Regions from separate parts of the Drosophila melanogaster genome. Here region 1 is linked to region 2. The links are chromatin contacts, called in public Hi-C maps. All regions are on one chromosome and are shown on one strand. Each heading gives the region's core, a stretch centred on a gene start, on an enhancer-like site or on the middle of the called end of the contact. The rest is flanking DNA. Distances are from core to core; before and after follow the strand shown.

What was found. A called contact is a pair of places that touch in the nucleus more often than the background predicts.
Region 1: a Hi-C map of the Kc167 cell line shows a contact between it and region 2, with 2.8 times the contacts expected there. The contact joins the promoter of Mtpalpha here to the promoter of PDZ-GEF in region 2.

What each region holds. Positions count from the first base shown.
Region 1 is chr2L:9,572,361-9,579,151 of dm6, forward strand. It overlaps Mtpalpha (Mitochondrial trifunctional protein alpha subunit), which reads right to left and starts at 4,409. Exons shown (of 5, transcript NM_164860.2): 1 at 4,158-4,409; 2 at 3,142-4,020; 3 at 2,935-3,075; 4 at 2,109-2,878; 5 at 1,203-2,046. The coding sequence starts at 3,828. The coding sequence ends at 1,410. It overlaps brwl (brickwall), which reads left to right. Exons shown (of 4, transcript NM_164859.2): 4 at 1-1,212. The coding sequence ends at 605. It overlaps CG31709, which reads right to left. Exons shown (of 3, transcript NM_001298853.1): 2 at 6,733-6,791; 3 at 5,760-6,671. The coding sequence ends at 6,454.
Region 2 is chr2L:6,319,635-6,326,379 of dm6, forward strand. It overlaps PDZ-GEF (PDZ domain-containing guanine nucleotide exchange factor), which reads left to right and starts at 4,133. Exons shown (of 8, transcript NM_001273197.1): 1 at 4,133-4,359; 2 at 5,539-5,663; 3 at 5,723-5,968; 4 at 6,079-6,745. The coding sequence starts at 5,634. It overlaps Ddr (Discoidin domain receptor), which reads left to right. Exons shown (of 17, transcript NM_001298737.1): 15 at 594-756; 16 at 2,125-2,274; 17 at 2,337-3,832. The coding sequence ends at 2,501.

The sequences.
Region 1 (6,791 bases), core at 3,159-5,658, 3.3 Mb after region 2:
ACACCCTGGGTATGAATCGTACTTCGTCCACGCCCACTCGCAGTTCTGCCCTTCAAGGAGGCGGAGGCAATTCACCGGCCAGAAGCGATACCGCTAGTGCGGATAGCATGAAAAACTTCATTCCAGATGTGCAGCTGGCCGAGACGGGCTCGCAACTCATCTACAGCGATGGTGGACATGGCACACCACCGCCTCTGCACTACCATCCGCACTCGCATCCACATCCTTTGACATTGTCCATGGATCATCACCCAGCATCCTACGAACCGGGGAGCACGAAAAGAATCAAGACGGAATGCGAGGCCACCAGCACGATGACGAATGCAGGAAGTATTTACGGCGGACTGAGTTCGTCGGAAGTGGCGGACATGGAGTTCTTCCGCAGCATTCTCCCAGATCTGGCGACTCTCACTCCACAGCAACGTCGCAAGTTCAAGATTGGCATTCTGGAGCTAATTGACGACGTTGTAACCCGATATCCCGCCCAGGATCACAGCAACGGAGGAGGCGTATCTGGCGTAGTCAACGGAAGTGGCGGTAGCAGCAATGGGGGATCTGTTAAGCATCAAAGGCGCAGCTCTGGACGCGATTGGAGGAAACAATAAAGGAATAGAAAGTGTATCGGAAAGTCACTAATCCTTAACTAGGGATAGGATAAGTTTAGTTAGAAGCTTAAGGGGGATCTGAAGCTGGAATGGGTACTAATTCGAATCTGAGCTACTTCAGTCCGCTCACTGTTAATGTGTTGTGTCTACTCAATAAGATGGGTATGTTTTCAAAGGCCTTCAATTCTTTCAAGTCCGCGAATTGTTTCGATTTTGACCAACCATTATGAATGGTCCATTTACAAAGAGCTGCAAGAACTTGCATGACCAAATATATACATATATATATGAACAACTAATATATACATTTAAAGCTATTCCGAAATCGAACACATTCAACGAACAAGAAGTAATGAGGTCTCCTTATAAGCCATTTAGTTCTGACGTAGCAGTTAAGGAATTGTGAAAATAGATTTCAAGATTTTAGAAAATGGCTGCTTCGAAAATATGTTAGTTTAAGGACACTGTATATACGCTGCTATTGAAACCTAAACTATAGAATCTGTGTACAAATGAATTTCCGTTTGAGTAAACAAAGAGGGATAAAGAGATAGATCGATATCAAACTGCTGTGTGTAATAATAAACAAATGAAAGTATGGAAAATTACACGGTAAACTTTAATTTAATTGTCGACAACTTCAACAGAGGGCTTTTTATTGGGCCTTGCCCCATTTTTTAGGCAGCGATGGACCACAATAGGTTTCCTTTCTGAGAGAAATGCACAAGGACACGACTTATCTTCGCACTAAAAGCTAAATTTCGTTAGCGGCTCTACGGAGGCTGGGATCGGATTGGATCGGATCTACAACTTCGAGGAGCCAGTCTTGGGGTAGAACTTCTTCGACGGGTCCTTAGCCATGTCGAGCAGGGTCTGAGCGGGCTTGAAGGGAGCTCCGTACAGCTCAGCATAGGATTGCATCTTGCTGACCAGTTTGCCGGCTCCATACTGATCGACCCAGCGGAAGGGACCACCGGAGAATGGCGGGAAGCCCAGGCCGAACACGGCTCCGACATCGCCCTCCAGCGGACTGTCCAGAATCTTCTCCTCCAGACAGAGCACGGCTTCGTTGATGAAGCGGGATACCATACGCAGCGTCAGATCCTCGGGGGCATTGGCTCCCTTTGAGACTAAAGCGTACTTTTGTTTCACGATTTCGAGAGCATCGTTGTTCACTGGACGAGTGCCCCTCTTCTGGCCATCGTACAGGAAGATACCCTTGCCGGACTTGCGTCCGAGGAAACCAGCCAGGACCAGATCATTCATTACTTCCAAGTTTCCACCGCTGAAACGTTCGCCGAATGCCTTTGCCAAGTCGACGGCAATGTGGGAACCCACGTCAATGCCAACCTCATCCGCAAGGGTCGCAGCACCCACGGGGAAGCCAAACTTCTTCGTGTATTGGTCCAGATCCTTGGGGTCCACGCCTTCCTGCAGCAGTCTGACATAAAATATGGGAGTATAATAAACAATTTCACTAGTCATCTTAAAATGCAAACCTACCTGATGGCTTCCGACAGCATGGTGGAGAGGATGCGGGTGGTATAGAAGCCAGGTCCGTCACCAACAGTGATAACGACCTTGCCTTGCTTGAGACCGACGGCCACGGCCTGTGCGATGGTGTCCTTGGAGGTTCCTGGGTGAGTGATGATTTCCAGCAGCTGCATCTTGTCCACGGGCGAGAAGTAGTGCATGCCAACAACCTTCTCGGGACGCGAGCTTCCAGCAGCAATCTTGGTGATGGGAATGGCGCTGGTGTTGGTGGCAATGACGCAGTGCTCTGGAACCACTGCTTCCAGCTCCTTGATCACTCGATGCTTAACCTTGATGTCCTCGAAAACAGCTTCGATGATGATGTCTGCGTTCTTGAAGTCGCTGTAATCAAGAGTGGGCCGCAGACTGGCAAGAGTCTGATCGCGCTCCAGTGCAGAGATTCGCTTGCGCTTCACAGCCGTCTCCAAACCCTTCTGCACTTGTCCAATACCACGAGCCAGGCCGGCTTCGGTGGCATCCTTCATCACCACCTGATATCCCTTATCGACGGAGACCTGTACAATACCGGCGCCCATCAGACCAGCTCCCAGCACACCCACAGTCTTAACCGGACGCTCTGGCTTGCCAAATCGGTTCTTCTTGCACTCCGTTTGTCCACGGAACAGGGCAATCAAACCCTTCGACTCGGGCGTGGCCGATAGCTCGCCGAAGCCCTTGCGCTCCGCCTCGTAACCGGCATCGGTTCCCTTATCCACGCCAGCACGGATCACATCGAGAATCTGTTTGAAGTTATAGGTTACTTACAAATATGAGAATTGCTTGTTCAATATCGAACCTTCAGAGGAGCGGGATAGAGACCGTTCGAGGCCTTGAGCACCTGTTTCCTGGCAGTGTCGAAAATCTTGTTCTTCACAAAGTCGGTGTCCATGACGAAGGACTGGATCTTGCTGACGAGACCGCTTTTCTCGCGATTTACCTGTGTGGATACGGTGGAAAACAAATTAATGATGAAGACTTTAAGGGATTAACTAGTATTTCTTACGCGAAGTTTACCACTAGCCAGATCGTTGGCGACCTGCACGGCGGTCTTCTCCAGGTACTCGATAGTGTTTTGCTCAGCAGGCTGGAGTCCAGGACCTAGGGGATCCACCAACAGATCCACGATGCCCAGTCGTTTGGCGCGATCGGCGCGCACCTGTTTGCCTGTCAGCTCCATATCCAGAGCCGTGGGCACGGATGTAAGCTTGGGCAGGCGGACGGTGCCACCGCCGCCGGGCAGGAGACCCAGCATGACCTCGGGCAGACCCAGTTTGGTCTTGCTGTCCTTGGTGGCAATGCGGTAATGGCAGGCAAGGGCGAGTTCCAGACCACCACCCAGACAGACTCCGCTGATGGCGGCCACAATGGGCTTCTTGCTGCGCTCCATGCGATCGAACATCACCTGGGCGCCGTGGGAGATCAGCGTGGCCTCCTCCGCCGTCTGGCATGCTTCCAGCATCCCGATGTCGGCTCCGGCCACAAAGCAGCCCGGTTTGCCCGAGATCAGCACGGCGGAATTGACGGCAGGATTCGTCTCCAGGTCCTTAATCACTCGCTCGAACTCATCGCTCACTTCGGAGCCCAGGGAATTCACCTTGGCATTGGGTGAGTCGATCTTGATCACAAGCACTCCATTGACCACCTTGGTGTGGAGATGCTTGTTGGCAACCGGTGCGGGATTCGTGGACATTAGGCGGCGCCTCTGGAGAAGCTGGGCCGAAATGGGCAGGGCTGCGTGGGGTTAAGAGATTGTTGTTTGCGATTAGTGCACATTATCTCACGGCACTCGAAATCGGAAATCAGAAAGCGAGAGACAGAAGCTATACGTCAAGGGAGAGTACAAAGTTCAAAGTCCAGTTATGCGGCATCGGGGGAGATTCAGCTAACACGGGAACGGGAGAGAGACAGAGATACCGCTAGAGTACTGCCCATTTCCAAGGGGCCAAATTCCAATGTAGAAGAATTATGGCCTGCAATTTGCACTTTCCCTTTTCATAGCAGAACTTCTAATTAACCCACCTCTGGTGCACTTATTCTGCAGCAATTGCTGTCGCGAAATTTGGCCAACGGCACTCAAAAACCTCGTTGCCGACATTGCTCTCAGTTCGATCTTATAAGATAGTCACTTTTTGCTTACGATAACTATTTGTTTTAATTTTTAACGAACTTTGATCATGCACCGTTAGTTATGTGTTCGCGATTCGCTATAAAAAACTATGCGGCAATTTCTACTTGTTGCACATCCCCAGTGTGACCGCGTTCGTACCAATAAAATATACTACCATAAGTATTTTCTAAATTTTAGCACTAGCCTAAATACCGCACACAGTACAAACTCATCCACCAGGTGTCGCTAGTGTCGTTTTTTTTTTAACTAGGTGGCGCAGGAGATCATAACTAGTGTTACTATTGTAGCAACTTTTAATTTTAAAGTATAAAAGAAAAGTACAAAAAAGAAAAATGAAGAAATGTATATATATATGGGCATTCTATTATGTTTTACGCATAAAACATAATTTCGTACTTGTTTTAGACTGCAAGTAATTTTTAGTTTAAGCGATTTCTGTAGATCACCTTTTTATTGTTATCTTTCATTTTTTTAAGAGAACACAAAATTATAAATCGTATATAATACCAGAGTTTTACAATAACTCGACCCGGTTTACAATACAATATTTCAACGACATTGTTTTTGGGAATCTGTCACGCTGACCCACCCCACAACTCGAGGTCGAACCATTAACAGGCCGCACAATTTGCGGGACACGCATGTCACTCGCATTTTTCAGGTCGCTTCCTCGGATCTCCGAGTTCGAGTCCAGGACTCATTGAAGCCACATTAAGCGCGCCTCATTTGATGCGATGCCATTGTCCTTTCAAGTGGCCACTGCTAAATAGGTTCGGATGAGATTTCGCCAGGCGCTTTATTGTGGCAACACGCCTTTGTGGCCTTTGACGCAGGCGTTTCATGTGGCGTGTACTATAAAGTAAATAGTTAATCGTTTTTCCCCGAAGCTGCAGCTGCGGTCTTGATTTCTCCGCTGATCCGTCTATGATGTGTGAAGAGTCAAAAAAGTCACACTTGAGTTCGTCGGTTTATGTCAACTGCAAAAGTCCGTCAGTCAAATGCTGGTAGATGGCTGCATAAGTGACCTGACCTTTTCCAATCAGCGGGCTTATCAAATGGATAACAATTGGCAGAAGAACCATTATCCACAAAGCTACAATAATGTATTTTACAAATTTTGCAAATTTTAAACTGATTTTAAATAAATAAATGTAATACTACATAGGATAATTATATTTTGAATATAACCATATATGGCATCTAACCATAAATTGAGACCTCTATTTGAGTTTCATTAGTTTGCGAAAATCTGCATTAACAAATTGCCACCGTATAGCATTTGCATTCGAAATTAGTCTCTGGAATTGCAAATGTGAATTTGCGAAACCTCAGATTAGATATCCTATATTCGCGCACTTATTCACGCGAATATTGAATTACACCGGCAACAATGGGATCAGCATCAGTTAATTTGCATAATACCTTTGCGATCTCCGATTCCTCCCCTCGGCACCCAAGGATAACACCAAATGAGCAGCAAAGCCAGCGACTCCACAGAGTTCTCATTTGCATGCGAGTGAGGGTTCGGGCTAAGGGCTAATCAAACAGCAAGGACAAATATTGTTGCAGGATGCGACAGGAAGCACACGGTCGGTTGTGATTTATGGCTGGAAATTAACATAAATGAAATCAAAACATTTTAAATGTTTTCATTTGGGCAAGGGTTCGGCGCAGCCGCACTCGAATTATGTATGCAAATATCCTTTGAAACAAAGTCATTCCTCATTTCTCATTTCTCCTGCAGCTTGGCGAGTGTGCGAATATCCTTGAAGGTCGCACGCGTCAGCGGCACACTTTCCATCCAACATGACAACTAATGGGCGTTTTGTTTATGGTCGATATCAAACCCCCATTAGGGTCGAGTACTCTTTGCCCGTAGTGACTACTTGCAACCCCTTCCCTCGGGCGACCGTTTTTTTTTTTTTTTTATACTTTTAATTATTTATAATCGGCTTGAAAAAAGATCAGAAACAATAACCAAATTTTTGAGTGGCCTCTGACAGGGGGTAAACCGTTTAATCGACCCCGAATTTAATTGCCGTTGAAAATGGAATTTAAAATTTTGTTTACCTCTTTTGGTAATGAAAATATTGTATATATGTGTAGTAAGGAAAACTTTCCAAACTATACATTAACTTGATACTATGTGAGTTAGTATCATATTCTTCGTTATTATCTTGATTCTAATCATGGGCATTCCCTTGATCCTTCTGATTTGCCTCCGACATCTGGAACCTCCGGATTTGAATTTGTCATATTGTTATCATCATCAGCTGCCTGAGCTGCCGGTTGAAGATTCCGATCATTGCCGTCTTCGACCTGTTGGTTCTGACCATTCCGACTGGGATTTTGAACGATATTGTTCTCATTTTGCTGATTTCCACTTGGCTCTAAGCTTAAATAATCTAATAAGAGAGTATTAATTATGCACTTCATTGTATTAGCAATAAGTACAGCTCAACTTACACCGCCCATTGGTATATCGCACCATTACTGACAATGCATTTGGTTCCCTGTTCCCTGTA
Region 2 (6,745 bases), core at 2,883-5,382:
TCAGCCCACTTGGTCCTTGCATATTTGATTAGCCTTCCACTTAAGGGGCGGTGCCCCTACCTTCCTTATTCAGAGGTCGATAATTAGTTTCGATGTTGATTCCTCAGATTAGAGCGAAAGAAGCACTTATTGATTTCGACATGAAAACCCACACGTATCTATAGGTACTTAAATATCCTAGCAACTGTATTTCTTCGAACTTATACAAATTCCAGAAAAGAGAGGACTTTTTTCCACTTAGAACTCACGCATTTAATTTTTATTGAGTAACAACTTTATAGAACTGATAAATTGCAGTACTTGTGAATTTCACACTAAGCCATACAAGGATGAAACCTATTTATAAATTCTTGTTCCGTACTTTTTCCATTAAATCTGTCATTTTTAATTTGCAAGCCAAAGTCAACTCCTTTGAAAAACAAACTGGACGTAGAGAACACTGGGGGCGTTCTTTTGTCTAAGCAAATGCAAATATTTGGAATCCTTGACATTGCACGAGTATCTTTGGGGCGCTTTAGCTCTCTGGCCTAATATTTATTTTCTGGTATTTATTTTTTAATTGCCCTCATGCCATGTGCTCCGCTTCCTTCCAGGAGCTGCATCATTGGCCCCGAACTGTGCGTCAAAGTCTGCTCCATCGGCACTGTGATAAACCGCTCGGCCTACGCGTCGGACTACTGCCAATTGGAGGGCTTCACCGGCAGACAGAGCCAGCCCATGCCCATTCGCTGGATGGCTTGGGAGAGCGTCCTATTGGTAAGATATTATAGTATATAGATCATATTATATTATATATAAAGTAATATCAAAAAACACCTATTCAAAACTAGAATATTTTGTGTGAAAATCCAATCAAAGTTCTGCATTACTAATAACATAACTTTGAACGTTTTATAGGCGTGAGTAGTAACTTAGTTAGTACATACCCATACCCAAATGTGCAACAATAAACAAGAATGACATTTATATATCATATTTTTTGTGTATTAGAAGCTTTATATGAAACCTTAAACAGTAAATCCATATATATATATACTAATTAAAATGTGACAAAGGCGGGCTTAGTAAACCCCATTTTAATTAATGAAACAGAGGACTGACAACAAATCACTTGTTCAATGACAAATTTCAAAGTTCAATTGTAACTATAGTTATTAAGCCCTAAAAGTTTCGGCTGTTAAATGTCAATTTTAATACCTTATGATTATATTTGGTCAGAATTACCCTTTTCGTTGGGTTAATGCCTCTCCATGGCGAACAAGCTTTTATGAAATATGTACCCTTGTTTCTGTATTGACTCTATTTATTCTTTTTATATAATAATACAACGCCCACATCAAATCAATAAAATAATGTAAAATGTAGCCCCAATTAGGCGGCTGGTTAATTAACAAACATGCAGAGTCCATTAACCCATTGGGTGCTCAACTCGTCTTATGTCGTGAGTGTTTTTTTTTTTTGACCGAAAAAACGTTTCATACGCAATTTTATAACAAAAGCAGTGAGTAGAAAAAAACATTTGGCAAAGCGTAAAAGTAACCAAAAACCGAGTGAAATATTTTATAAATCCCCAAGCAAAAACCGCACCAACTAAATTAATTAACTACACGAAAACCGGGAGCAGATTTTTGGCCAGACTACGAAAAGCAAACGGAACGAAATGTACATGAATATAGTATGTATGTACGTACAAACATTCCCACACAATATGACAGATAAAAATAAAAACAAAGAGCCTCTGGGAGGCAGAAAGACTAGATACAAGTACGAGTACGAGTCGGCGTGGTTTGGGGAGAAAAGGATGCTTTTAGAGGTTTCCAGAGGCGTTCAACAGGGCCCAAATAAACGAACGAGTGAGTGTATAGCACTGCAGGAAAAATCGGAATTGATAAGGGGGCGGATTGTGGAACGCTGTTGCGTATAATGAAAGGCTGCAAAAGGTTTTAGATACATGAACAGGAGCTAAAAGGAGCTAAGATAAAATGAATGTGGGACAACCAAATACTTACCGCTTCAAAAATATACTTACTTTTTGCAATTTCCCTTGGTTTTATATATGTGTATCTCCTAATAATTAAATGATCTATCTGTTATCTAACATGGTTTGATAATACCTCTTTGCAGGGCAAGTTCACAACGAAATCGGATGTGTGGTCCTTTGCGGTTGCCCTGTGGGAAATATTGACTTTCGCCAGGGAGCAGCCCTACGAGCATTTGTCGGACAAAAGTGTAATTGAAAACATCGGCCTCATATATCGGGACTACAAAATGCATGTGAGTGGCTATAGAAACAATTATTGATGTGGTCAAAGAATTATGTTGCCTCGTATTTCTAGGAACTTTTGCCAATGCCTCCGAATTGTCCGCGAGAGATTTACGATCTGATGTGCGAGTGCTGGCAGCGCGACGAGTCGAGTCGACCCAGTTTCCGCGAGATACATTTGTATCTGCAGCGCAAGAATTTAGGTTTTAAGCCACAGACCCATACACACATGTATTGAAACATTCTAGGCGTAGAAATACGAATTGAACATGATTTTAGCAGGTTATAATTCAATTATCAATTTCGACAGCTATCCGGGAAGAACGTAATTTTAAAGAGAAATGCATGTAGAGAACTTAATGAATAACAATCGCAAATCAAACCCCGAATTTAATACGTTACACATTCTTCGACTGGGTATGCCCAATCGGAAATTATCCAAATATGTATGTATATCAGAGGTAACGACTGTTTGTACGGTAAAACACAGGAATCGCTAACAAATATTATACTTCTAAGGACACAATCAAGTGAATAGCTTATAAAATCCCTCGAATAATACACATTGAAAGAGTTTAAGTGTAAATAATATTGGTAGAAAACTCCGTATGGTAATATTTGTGCATTCTATCCAATGGATAATTAAATGGAATCGAAAATGAAAACATTGACATATGTGTGTACCTATCGCTCCTCCACCTGAACGCTATCTATCAAATCAATTATGCTTTACATATTTACTAGAGTAAAGTGAAATGAGTCTATATTTATAAAAACTAAATAATGTCCACCTGCCGTTGCTGCCCCTTTTCCTGGAAATTACAACTGCATTTTGACGATGTATCGCGATGGAAAAAAAATATTTAAAGCCTGCATATAATTTTGACAATAACTGTTTAAACAAAGAAGTGTGAAAACAATTGTGCAAATTGCTTTGTATTTCTGCAAATCTAAACTCGTTCGAGTTAAAAACCTAGGCTAATCGCAGACATTCGTTCTTAAATCTCTAGTCTACACAAAAGTCAATTAGACGCATATCAAAAATGTATTTTGTTTAACCAAATTTTTACTGTGCCTTTTCCCTCCTATTTTCTTGTGCTGTACAAAGTCTTAATAACCGTATATCTATTTTATTTAATTTGTATTCTATCAAATGCTTAAAAAGGTTTCGCTGAATAAAGATATGCAGTTATATCAACTCGATCTAAGAAAATAAGTTTTAATCATAAGCATAGTTGTAAGTTCGTTTTAAATTTGCATGATAGACGACATTTACATTATTTCAGTTAAGAGTTCAATGGTTTTCATGTATTCCAAATATTTAAAATGATTCTTTACTAAATATAAATATAATTATTTTAATTTAGCATAACCATAAACTAAACGATACGTTTCCCTTTCTAAAGATCAGTGTAACTCAAAATATAAATAAGCAAAAAGTAGAGACAAGAAAGAAAATCGTTGAGCACAATCATGTTTAATAAAAAGAACTCTAAAGATGAAACTCAGAATTGTACGCTTTTTGAAATGGAAGAAATTGCATTAGATTATAAATAAAGAAAAATCCTTAAAAACACAGCATTTCGATTTTCTGGGGCAAACTTGACTTTGTTTTAAAAAGTTTGCAATTTATAAATTGATAACGGTAATGTATGAAAATAATAAAAATCACCAAGGCGCCATCTATAAATAAATGTTTTAAAAAACATAAAGCAGAAATAACCGATTCCCAGATCAGCGGGTATTTTTTGAAACAGAAGTGGCGCCACTAGCGTATTAAAAAGGAACTTAGTGAACAATCTATACCAACCAATCGGTATTTAAATACCGCAATTCAGCGATAGTCATAGATAGTATAGAAAACCTGGTATCACTGAGCGGTGTGGTCACACTGTAAGACGCGTCGGACTTTTAGTTTTCAGCTACTTAATTTTTCTAAATTAAACGGTCGCCCTCGAATCGAAAAACTAATTCACCAAATGAAAGCAACTCGAAATACCATCTTACACACTCGGCCACGCAGCTGAGAGCGAAAAGCGCTCACAAAACTGCAGTGCAACAGCCACTTTTCCTCGTCGAGATGTGTGTTTGTGTGTGTGAGTGAAAGAAATTCCAACAATGCGCACCACAATACCAATACACACACAGGCTGCTTGAATCTCTTTATGCAGCAGTGTACGCAAAAAGGGCAGCTGGGAAACTACTTGCGTCTAAAAAAAAAGTGCGTATAATTAGCAAGTGCAGGGGCATAAACACAGTCCCAACCAACTCCCCACCCCCCGCCACTGGAGGACCCTTGCTGGCTGCAAAAACCATTCAACTGCACCAAACACGCCCATATCTGCTGGCTGTGCGAGTGTGTTAGTGCGTCTGCTGTCTGTGTGGGTGGTGCAAAGTGTGTTTTATTTACTACGCTTTGATTTTGCAATGCTCCTATTATTATTGTTGTGTATGGCTTATCCGCGCTTCGGATGTCGTCGCCTACAATTTTCGTTTCATTTTTTGTTATTATTTTTCTGTGTCGCTCGCCCCCTCGCACACACACATGCAAACGCTCAGCAATCGCTCTCACGTACAGTAGCAGCTTTGGCTCCCACACACATGCACACTCCGCCGACGCGTAGGCAGCGCATACTCAATCTCCCATGAGAATTTTCGCCCGCTCTCCGATTGTTTTTGTTTGCCTTAATTTATTGGCAGCATTGTGTTTGTTGTGGCGGAAAATGAAAGTGTGTTAGTGCGGGCAGCAAAAAAAACCCAGCAAAAAAAAAAAAACAAAAATTAAAAAACAAAAGCAGCAACCTGCGCGGCCAGCAAACAAAAAGCCGAATAAGAATTGACTAACAAACTCTCACAGCAATTTCGTTTCGAAAACCTTTGTTTTCGAGCGCCGTGTGCATCGCAATCAAAGCTCCGCAGATGCCACTACATCCGCGATTTGGGCCACCCTTTCTTCAAATTGGCCCAAACGCTATACAATGGCTAATCTCTCGGCCAATTGTTTTCGGTTACAAAAGCAAACAATGAACAAATGGCAATTTTAAAAGTTGCCACTATTGTTGCTTTTATCTATATCCGTGATCATGAGGATATAACAAGTTACAGAAAGTTGATTGTGGTTTTAGAAGTCCGATTTCAGTTCTTTAGACGTACGGAATTTTGATATAAAATAAGAGGTTTATAAAGAACAGAAGCGTATTGAATCCTTTACTTATAAGATGACTTACACACTAATTCTTTTGTTTCTAACCATGGTCCTTTCTCAACCTTTTCAGTTAAGTATAAAGTCTAATCTCATCACATATCACATCAAACGGGGCAAAGGTTGGCATGTCGTTGTAGACAGCATCCACAGCAAAAGCTACCCCTCATGGATCCGTATCACCATATCAGACATCATGTGAGTGCGCGCAGATTAGCTTATTGTACTTGAATTAAATTGACCTCTCTCCCCAACAGTATCCACCCACAAGCATAGCAGGCACAGGAGTGGTGGTGGGCAGCTCGACTACAATCAACCGGCCGGAACTGCACCAAAAATGCAACCGGGGCTCGCACTCCAGTGACACCAGTTCGGCGTACAGCGGCAGCGATACAATGGCCTCGAACTATGCCTCGTCGCTGGAGGCCGAGGAGATTGACCTCTCCGGCCTGGTGGAGTCCGTTGTGGACTCTGACGAGGAGGACCTGGCGGAGAGCATGGATGTAAGTGGATAAAACATCCAATGTATACATTACAACGATGTGTTAGAATGTCATTAGAAAAGGAAGAACATCTGATTATTTATTTGGCTTTTTTTTTCTGATTTATTTAGAGTCTTACCGTGCGGGATGCCGTGCGTGACTGTCTGGAAAAGGATCCGGCGGAGCGCAGCGAGGAAGATGTGGAAGTACTGCTTGAGTTCACGCAGGGCCTTAAGGCATTCACAAACATTACGCTGGCAGTGCGAAGAGCACTATGTTCCGTGATGGTATTCGCCGTTGTGGACAAGGCGGGAACCGTGGTCATGTCAGATGGTGAGGAACTGGACTCATGGTCGGTGCTCATAAACGGAGCGGTGGAGATCGAGCATGCAAATGGCAGTCGCGAAGAGCTGCAGATGGGAGACTCCTTCGGCATTCTACCCACCATGGACAAGCTGTACCACCGGGGTGTGATGCGTACGAAGTGCGATGACTGCCAATTTGTGTGCATTACGCAGACGGACTACTACCGTATTCAGCATCAAGGCGAGGAGAATACCCGGCGACATGAGGACGAGAATGGTTTCGTTGTTATGGTCACTGAACTCCGGTCCATTGGCGGCGCCGGCACTGATTCTGCTGGCAGTGGCGGATCGGCGACAGGAGCTTCGGCTTCGCTAAATATGAAGCGTGGTCACGTAGTTATCCGCGGTACTCCAGAGCGTCTGCTACAGCAGCTGGTCGAGGAAAACTCGATGACCGATCCCACATACGTGGAGGACTTTTTGCTCACACACC